2 separate regions of the Mus musculus genome follow, and region 2 is linked to region 1. The links are chromatin contacts, called in public capture Hi-C maps. All regions are on one chromosome and are shown on one strand. Each heading gives the region's core, a stretch centred on a gene start, on an enhancer-like site or on the middle of the called end of the contact. The rest is flanking DNA. Distances are from core to core; before and after follow the strand shown. Region 1 has its middle 9.1 kb from the start of Gm33958. Region 2 overlaps Dtnbp1 (dystrobrevin binding protein 1).

Region 1 (4,304 bases), core at 603-3,102:
TATAGGGAAGGGCCTTAGGAGTCTTTTACCTTTCTGAACTTTCAGAGTCTCCTGAGCTTCCCTCCTCTCCAAGAGGCTATGTTTCGAGCTGGAGAAACTAACTGCACAAGAAGACAGATGGGATCTTAGCAGAGGGAGAAGCTAGGTTGTAGAAGATAGGAGGCTAGAGGGGAGCTTTGAAATTCAGGTGTAGGGAAGGGTAGATGGGGTGAATGGGGCCCAGGGACTCCAGTGCGCATGAATGTCATCACCAGGCTTTCTACCTCATAGGAATAAGAAGATAATAGAGGTGCTCACAGGCGTGACTGACACTCCAGGTGTGGCCATGGCCTTAAGGAGCCAACACAGCCTCCTGGCAGCACGATTCTGGGAGGGCAATGGCCAAGGGGGAGGTTCCAACTCACTTCTTTGCATTCTCAGCAACCATTTTGTAAGAGTCTTCAAGCAACTGCTTATTTCATAAGGGCAGACGTTGAAATGGGATTGGTTCCCTTTGGCCACTGGGCTCTAGGGTTCTATCACCCATTCTGTTCTGAGTGCTACTGAGATTCCAAGTGACTCTATGGGTGGTACAGCCACTCCACAGCCTCTGAGCCCAAGGGATTGCACAGTATCTGCCACCTCCCTGCATTCTTTCTTAGTTCTATGGGAGCCTTTTACCCACAAGGTCTCATGGGCACTTAAAGGAATTGCTTTTTTTCATAATGTATCATGTCTTTCCCCCTCCCCTAACTAGCTCACAGCTTCTCTCTCCCTCCCTCCCTTCTCTCCTTCTTACTCTCTCTCTCAACAAAATTAAAACAAAGGGCGTGGCGGGGGGGGGGGCAAAAAGACAGAACAAAAGAAAGCAAGAAGCTCCCCCTGCCACCCCCAAACCAACAACATGGAGTCTGTTTTGTGTTGGCCAACTGCTTCCTGGGCATAGAGCCTGTCTGAGTGTGGTTGATAAACCCAGGGCCACTCCACTGTAGCAAGCAGATTTCCCCTCTCCCAGGAGTTCTCAGTTACAAAGAGCTTCTCAGTTAGAGGTGGGACCCTGTGTCCACTTCTGCTCTCAGGGCGGCCATTTTGTCTGATTTGAACACGTGCAGGTTTTGGGTCTTCTGCCACAGTCTCTGTGAGTTCCTATTGGTCCTGTTGCGTCTGGCAGACACTGTTTCTTTAGAGTCTTCCTCTACCTTTGGCTCTTAAAATCTTTCTGTTCCTCTTCCGCGTTGATCCCCGAGCGTGGAGGGAAAGGGTTTGATAGAGCATACCATGTAGGACTGGGTGCTCCAAAGTCTCTCATCCTCTGCGCCTTGTCCAGTGGTGGATCTCTCTGTTAAGTCCCATTTACCACGAGAAGACGTTTCTTTGGTGATGGCTGAGTGATTCACAAATGTACCTCAAGCGTGCGTATATACAACCAAGGTGACATTGGCTGCCGGCAAAAGCCAAGCCCTAGATACAGTAAATGGTTTTTAAAAGCAACAGAAAGGACAGTGAATGTGAACACCTACAGGCAGTGCACAAAGTGAGTATGGGTGTGACCACCTCTAGGGACCCTAGCTCAAGAGAAATTGAGCACCAGACCCTGGGGTTTGTCTGAGGGTGAGGGGGGAGAAGACAATAGAAGATGGGAGCTCCAGATTAGCACAGACTCCTATCTTCAACGCCTGCTCCTTCCCGAGCACAGCTGTCCTCTTGCTTCAGAGACTCCGGCAGAACACGCCTGCTCCTTAGGCCCTTGTTAAATACTCTGTCACATGGAGAAATTCTCCTGCAGGCAGGTGAGTCAGAGTTCACAGCTGCTAGATGGGAACTCTCTGTTCTGGTCTGGACAGGAAGCATATGCCAAACCTGAGCAAAGTCCTCTTGAAATCTCCCCTGGGAGCCGCCTGGCAGTGGCTCTCTAGCCCGGAGCTTGGCCCGGGAGGAGCAGGAGTCTGTCTTGTTTGCATTTCTACAGGCACAAACTGATTGCTAAATTGAGCGGTGGGCGCTGGACCCGGGGTTGTTAATTTCCAAAGAGAGCTGAGAACTCTGGTGAGGTTTTGAAGGGCTCTTTGGAGCAAAGTACACCTGTGTGTCCATGGGGACTTAATCCCTGAGGTTTGGGGTTAGCCAAAAGCTGAGGTTGATGGGATTTCACATTCCTGAGAGGCAGTAACTCCGAAGTTTATATATAGTTTCCCAACCACACGGTTCCAGGAATCCAGTGGGTGCCTGGTTAGAAACCTGAGCTGTTAGACTTGGGACTTTTTTTTTTTAAATCTTAACCACTGTGCTAGATCCTTTGATAATTCCAGATGAGTGAACTCCACCAGGGACAACCTTGAATGCTCTCAGGAAGGGCCTGTTTGGCTTTGTGTGTGTGTGTGTGTGTGTGTGTGTGTGTGCGCGCGCGTGCAATATCCTAGGAATCCACAGGTTGAGATAAATAGGACCATGAATGATAAGACACACAAGGTTAGTCATTAGTGTTACCCAAGCCTCAACCTTCTATCTGCTTGGTGACCTTGAGTTAATCCTTTCACTCACTGGGAATGTGAGTTGATATCAGCACAGAGGCTGCCAGAGGTCACTTCGGGGAAGAAAGCTCTGAACTACTCCTAAGGAAAAGGAAGATAAAGGATGCACTGGGAGAACTTCTGGGATGGCATAATCGGTCCATTAGTCTCATCGGGAGCGCAGAGACCACCCAGGAGCTCCAGTCTCAGAGCGTACAGTCTTACATGAGAATTCCAGACTTCAGAACCCACAAGCTCTCCTACCTAAGCGCTGTCAATGGACTTTCAACTTGAATTATCTTGGTGTGGGCTGTGGGAGATAAAGCTATGTTAGGTCTGGACCAGTTCTAAGCTGGAGAGGGGGCTTGAAAGTAGTTCTGTCCACTGAATTACCTCATATTCAGGCTGCATTTGAATGGAACATTTGCATATCTACACTGCTTTCCCCTAGTGCAAGATCTCTCCAGACTTTCAAAAGGTACTGACTTCCCCAGCCAACTAGAACCCTTTCTTTGTCCTTGGCTAGAAAAGGCCAGTTATTAAGAAACCCAAATGGTTTCTCATTTTTTGTTTTGATGTGTTCTGTTTAATAACAGTTGGGTCTGACCTATTATATTCTTTTTGTGTCCATTGCCTCTTTCTCATATTTTTGTTTATTTATTTATTTATCTTTGAGGCAACCTTAGGTATCAACTGCTGTTGATCATACTCAATATGGATGCAGAAAGGTAGAATGCTGCATAACGTCCATGGTGGTCTGCAGCGGAACAAGAAAGGCTGCTTTGAGAGCAGGTTTCTAGGTGTTTCTGTCTCCCCTGCTCTCTAGGAAAATTCTTTGTTTGGTCTTTGCTCCAGTCAGAATCACAAGCAAAAAATGGAGCCAGGCAGATCCTGTGTTATGTCTGATTCTGAGCAACGATGGTTATTTTTCAAAGGAAAATAATCCTGAGGCATGAACTGTGTCGTTTTCTGAAGTTCTGGCGCCACAGTCTATGTCATCTCCTTGCTTCCCTCAAACAATGCTAATTACCCCGTATCCTGAGCTCCTGTTGTCTGTTCACTGGTCAGCAATCACTCTGTCAGAGAGAGATTCCGCCACTTTCCTGACACCACTTTTAGGCATAAGAGGAGAGGGTATCTCCCATGTGTGTGCCCCTTCACAGATTCTGCAATGAAACAAGCTGTTTTAATGATTTGACTGCAAAACTACTCATTTTGCCTCAATCCCTTGCCTGACACTGCTCTGGCAAGAATTATATAAGGACCTCCCTGCCAGTTTGGCGATTGAGGTTAGTGTTCCTTAATTTGGGAGCTTGAATTTGGAAGGCAAAAAAAAAAAAAAAAAAACCTATTGTAACCCTTAACTGAAAGTTAGCATTTCCTTCAGCCAAGGGTGTGGTAACAAACCACAGTTGTGCTAACATGGCAGTTATTGCAAGGATCTTAAAATACCATTTTCTTCCATCCCTCCTGAGACATTATAGTGGTTTGTAAAGTGACTGCTAGATTTTGTTAATGTATTAATGACGACACACACATAAGCCTATAGGATAATGTTTTAAACACTGTGCTATGGTCATATTTTTGCTATATGTAGTTTTAGCTACTACTCTATATTTTATTTTACATATTTAGTATTCTTATTTTGAGAGGTGTCTATAGTCTGCAGTAGACTGCCAAAGAGATCTGTGGGTGGTGGGGTGGTGGGGGCTGGGCAAGCAAAGAAACCCATTTTAACCATTTTATGTTCTATTTTCATTCCATTGCTGTGATAAAATACTTTTAAAAAGAAAAAAAAAAGCAACCCAGGGAGGA
Region 2 (4,304 bases), core at 903-3,402, 540 kb before region 1:
AAAACTCTTTCTTAGATAGAAGGAAAACCCTGTGTGTTTGTGTGTGTGTGTCTGTGTCTGTGTGTCTGTGTGTGTGCATACACACACGCACAAGCCACAGCACTGGTATGGAGGTTAGAGGTGAAACCTTGTGATAGTCAATTCTTTCCTTCCATCATATGTTACAGAAATTAACTCAGATCATCAGGCATGTCAGCAAGCCATCTTGCCAGGCCAGTGCAGGAATGCTTTTAATATTACTGGAGGTTTTGTTTTTGTCAAGGGAATGCAAGCCACTTGGACCCATTTCCTGAATTTTCAGATTGCTTTCCCTTGTAAGAAAACTTTATCTGTCTCCCTTGTCCTCCAAACAAGGAAGGCAAACCAAACTGTTACTGGCTTGTGAATGTTCAGACAATATAGTATGGGAGGGAGCTAGCTATAGGAGATGCCACACCAGTTTTTCCATCCTGGGTATGAGAGACACCGTGAATTTTTGAATTTTAATGGTGAGTGTTTTAAAAAGCTATTTTAGAATGTTGTTTCTAAGTCTTCCAAATGCCAGGTAAAGTACCTCCCACTCTAGGACTGGACCTGTTTGTAGGTCAGCTGTAGAGGATTTTCCTAGCATACTACAGTATTCAGGGCCAATGTTCATCTACATAAAGTCCCTGAAATTCTCTCTTGTGTCACTTGTGTGTCAATATTTGCCATTTTCAGGCTCTCTTAACCCTGAAAAGGGCAGTTGTCCTAGAAAGTGGAGAAAAGATTTTTATAAATGTTGTGGTCCATTTACACTGTGTCTTGCTTCTCACAAAGAGCAGATAAAAACGCAAGTGTGACCCCACACACCTGTTCATGCAGTGCTTCTTTGTGTACCTTGTTGCACAGATACTTTGTTGCGTTTGATAGCGGTGTGAGCCAGGCAGCCCTCTGTACAGGCTTCCCCTATCAGCAGGGCACAACCCTGGTGTGCTTCTGGTGCTAGGTTGTCCTCAAGGGCCAGTGAGCAGCATCGTAGTCAGCTTGCTGTGCTGACCTGAGTTCTAAACGAGCCTACAGTTTTAGTAAGACGTAAAGTGTAAATGACAGATAGTCTTGTATTCCAGGAGCGCTAGTCTTTACTAAAGAAACTTACCTCCTCAAATGTTCTCATTAATACTGATACAGGGAAAGCCATAACATACAAAATTATAAGAGGAAACTGGAATGTAACCTGCTGTGACCTCTTTGTCTATCACAGAGGGTTGGTTTTATGGAGCATTCTCTGTTTCTTCACTGTGTATTGCCTGAGGAATGTAAGGGTGCATGTTAGCATCCTTAATTGACATTGACATTCAGCAAACCAGAAGAGGCCTAGAGATATGTGGCTCTTCAGGGGCAGGGTGATCTGTGAATGTCAGCCTTTCATATCGTTTTCTCACTTTTCCTCTTTGCTACTGAGTGGAGAAATAACTACTGCTATTCTGGTAAATTTTAGTTGAAGACCTTAAAAATCTATTGTTCAATATTTATCAAGATTATAATAAGTGCTTTTCTAAATTTTTTTCTGTATGAGATGGACCATATATAGCATGAAAATGTTCTCTGTATTCTTACATTTGTTTTTGTAACTTAAATTTTAGTAGAGTTTTTGAGCCATTAGGAGATAAGAGCAGAAATGAAAACCATTACTTTAGTCTAATTGTGTTGATATTTTCAGTGATGCATAGTCAATACATGAACATCTAAAGCTATTCTGGGTATTTTAAGCACATAAACTGTGCAAGAGCAATTTTCAGTGGGGAGGAATTATTTTAAATTTGCTTTTCTCTTTTCTTATAGGAAGGAGCTTGAAGCCTTCAAAGGTAATTCTCTGTTTAATTCTTCACTTCCAAGTAGTTGAGGATTAATTGATGTCAGATGTTGTATCTTGGTGATAAGGAAATAACTCCTTCCTTCCTATAAACGGGGTAGTTTATATTAAAAAGCAGAGTTGGCATAGTACTGTTTGCCTAAGTTTTAGTTACTCACAGTAAGTTTGAAGTTCTGGTTTAACTGTAGCACAGGTGCTGTGTGAAAGTTTGTGCTAATAACTCCTGGAAGAAATGTTCAGCAGGTGGAGCTGTAGGGTTTCAGAAACTGGTTTGTGCTGTACACGGCCTGTCTGGGTCACAGAAGAGGAGACGGGGAGGGAGCGCAGAGTATCTACAGCCTCATGCACTGCCAAGAGGTTTGCTTTATCAGAGCTGGGTTCTGTTCCTAGACTGTTTGTGACTTTGATGAGTCTTTTGACTTTGGCTTTGTTTCTCCATCTGTAAAAATAGAGATTTTGATGAAACACGTTCTGAGATTATCTTAGAGGAGCTTTTTAAGGGGGACACAGCGAACAGTTCTCAGCATGTTCTCCTTACTTGGTCGTGTTAGTTCCTGTTTTGTTGCTGTGGCTCAGGCACTGTACAGGAGGAAGGGTTTATTTGGTCCTTTCCAGAGGGAGAGTTCATAATGGCGGGGGAGGCCTGGAACAGGGGGATCTGGAACACAAAGCCGAGAGGGCCCACCCTTAACCACAGGCATGAAGCAGAAGAGAGCTGAACATGGGTTGATGATCGATAGGAACTGTTGAGGCCTGCCCTTAGTGATCTGTTCCCTTCAGCAGAGCAGTATCTTCTCAAACCCTGACAAGCATTGCCACCAGTGGACCCCGAGTGTTCGGCTGCCTGGCTATGGAGGAAATTTCTCATTGAAACCACCACACTGGTCATAGGGCGCCTCTAGGAAAGCAACACACAGGCTTGCAAGCAGCCAGTGTCCTTCCAGTACGCCTGCCAGGCGCTCGTTACTAATTCCAGAGACTCTTGACAAGAAAAAGAAGAAGAGAGTTATCGCTGACTCTCCTGTGGTCTGCAGCATGCTGGTTACAACTCCTGTGCGCTCGCTCACACTGACCTACTGTGTGCCTGAAGGCTCTCCAGCATGTTGTTTATGCTCGTATTACCTGTGTGCCTCACTTGTTAGGACAAAGGTCCTAAAGGCTATTCCTACTATGGCTGTACCGAACAGACCCTGTGTTGTCAACATTTCTATTTTACCCACTGTGGTGGCTAAGCTCATGGCCAGTTGTTGAAGATGCTGCTCTGTGACCACGTGATGGCATGTATTGTCACACTCTCATGGCTTTTACGTAATTGTGGTCCCCTATGCATGGGTGTTGCTTTTCACTAGTAGTTTGAATGAAATAAGATTTGAAATCCTCATCAAATGCCTCTTTGCTTCTTGCTTGTTTTGATTGAGCAGTTTAGTATTTCTTATATAATAAAGAGATGAAAAAAGCCCCGTCAAGCTAACAATAAAAGACAAGCAGGCACATGTTATATAATAAAGTGTCAGCTTGACTTGCGTCTCCCCATGAAGCATTTTGTTGTAGCGTATTGTTCTCAGAGACCAACTGTTTGCAAAAGGTTAGCTAGTATTACATATTGCTTGATATAGTAATTCAACTTGGGATGAAATCTCTTATTTATATGCACATTTCTAATTTTGTGCAGCATCTACACCAGGTCTATCCACAGAACAATTTATGCTCTTGAATGTGACCAAACTCAAAATTTGCCTTATAGGTACGCTTTAAGTGTATTTTAAGAATCACCCTTGCGGCCGGGCAGTGGTGGCACACACCTTTGATCCCAGCACTTGGGAGGCAGAGGCAGGTGGATTTCTGAGTTCAAGGCCAGCCTGGTCTACAGAGTGAGTTCCAGGACAGCCAGGGCTACACAGAGAAACCCTGTCTTAAAAACCAAAAAAAAAAAAAAAAAAAAAAAAAAAAGACTCACATTCACAGAGGCATGCACTTATACTCCAGTGTGTTAGGAGGCGGGGGTAGGAGAGTGAGTCCCTGAACCCAGGAGCACAACATCACCAACCTAACCAAAGATGAGGAGAGCCTGTCTTAAGAAAAGGGGAAGGAAAGAAAAACGTTTGCATTTGAATGTTTTGCCATTACTTTAGAAGTACAATTAGCCTATAATAAGAAAATTAACTATTCTTCCAAAATATTAATGGATAAAAGGTTTAAAAATTAACCCAATCATGTTATAATCCTATTTTTTAATGTTGCCTTTGTTCTTGAACCTTTTGAGAGTGCAGAGGAACAAGAGGTTTTACTTTCTGCAGTTTTACTCAGCTTAGTCGTCACACTTGGAGGCCCTCTCTAAGTTGAAGAAGTGAGTGACTTGGAGGGAATGAAGCACCAGATTAGAAACAGAGTTGGTGTCATCCCAGAGTCTGGCTTCTCCCTCTGCTTGCTGAGGCTGATGTGCTCAGTTTATCATGCTCTTCTGTTGCAC

The links. Capture Hi-C pulls out chosen DNA fragments and counts their contacts.
Region 2: a contact with region 1 is called in a capture Hi-C map of embryonic stem cells, with 3 times the contacts expected there. The contact joins two enhancer-like sites. A contact is called at or near these places in 1 of 484 Hi-C or Micro-C datasets (cardiomyocytes), 1 of 115 datasets of contacts at active chromatin or transcription factors (embryonic stem cells) and 2 of 9 other capture datasets (adipose tissue and embryonic stem cells).

What each region holds. Positions count from the first base shown.
Region 1 is chr13:44,407,114-44,411,417 of GRCm38.p6, reverse strand. No RefSeq gene overlaps it. Among named protein-coding and RNA genes, the nearest start is that of Gm33958, 9.1 kb to the right of the region's middle. Within about 2 kb of position 1,852, at least 70 of the 459 cell types and tissues checked have an H3K27ac peak or open chromatin away from gene starts, as enhancers often do. A contact at or near this core is called in embryonic stem cells, where this site is marked.
Region 2 is chr13:44,950,694-44,954,997 of GRCm38.p6, reverse strand. It overlaps Dtnbp1 (dystrobrevin binding protein 1), which reads left to right. Exons shown (of 10, transcript NM_025772.4): 7 at 1,804-1,826. Among named protein-coding and RNA genes, the nearest start is that of Dtnbp1, 49 kb to the left of the region's middle. Within about 2 kb of position 2,152, at least 28 of the 459 cell types and tissues checked have an H3K27ac peak or open chromatin away from gene starts, as enhancers often do. A contact at or near this core is called in embryonic stem cells, where this site is marked.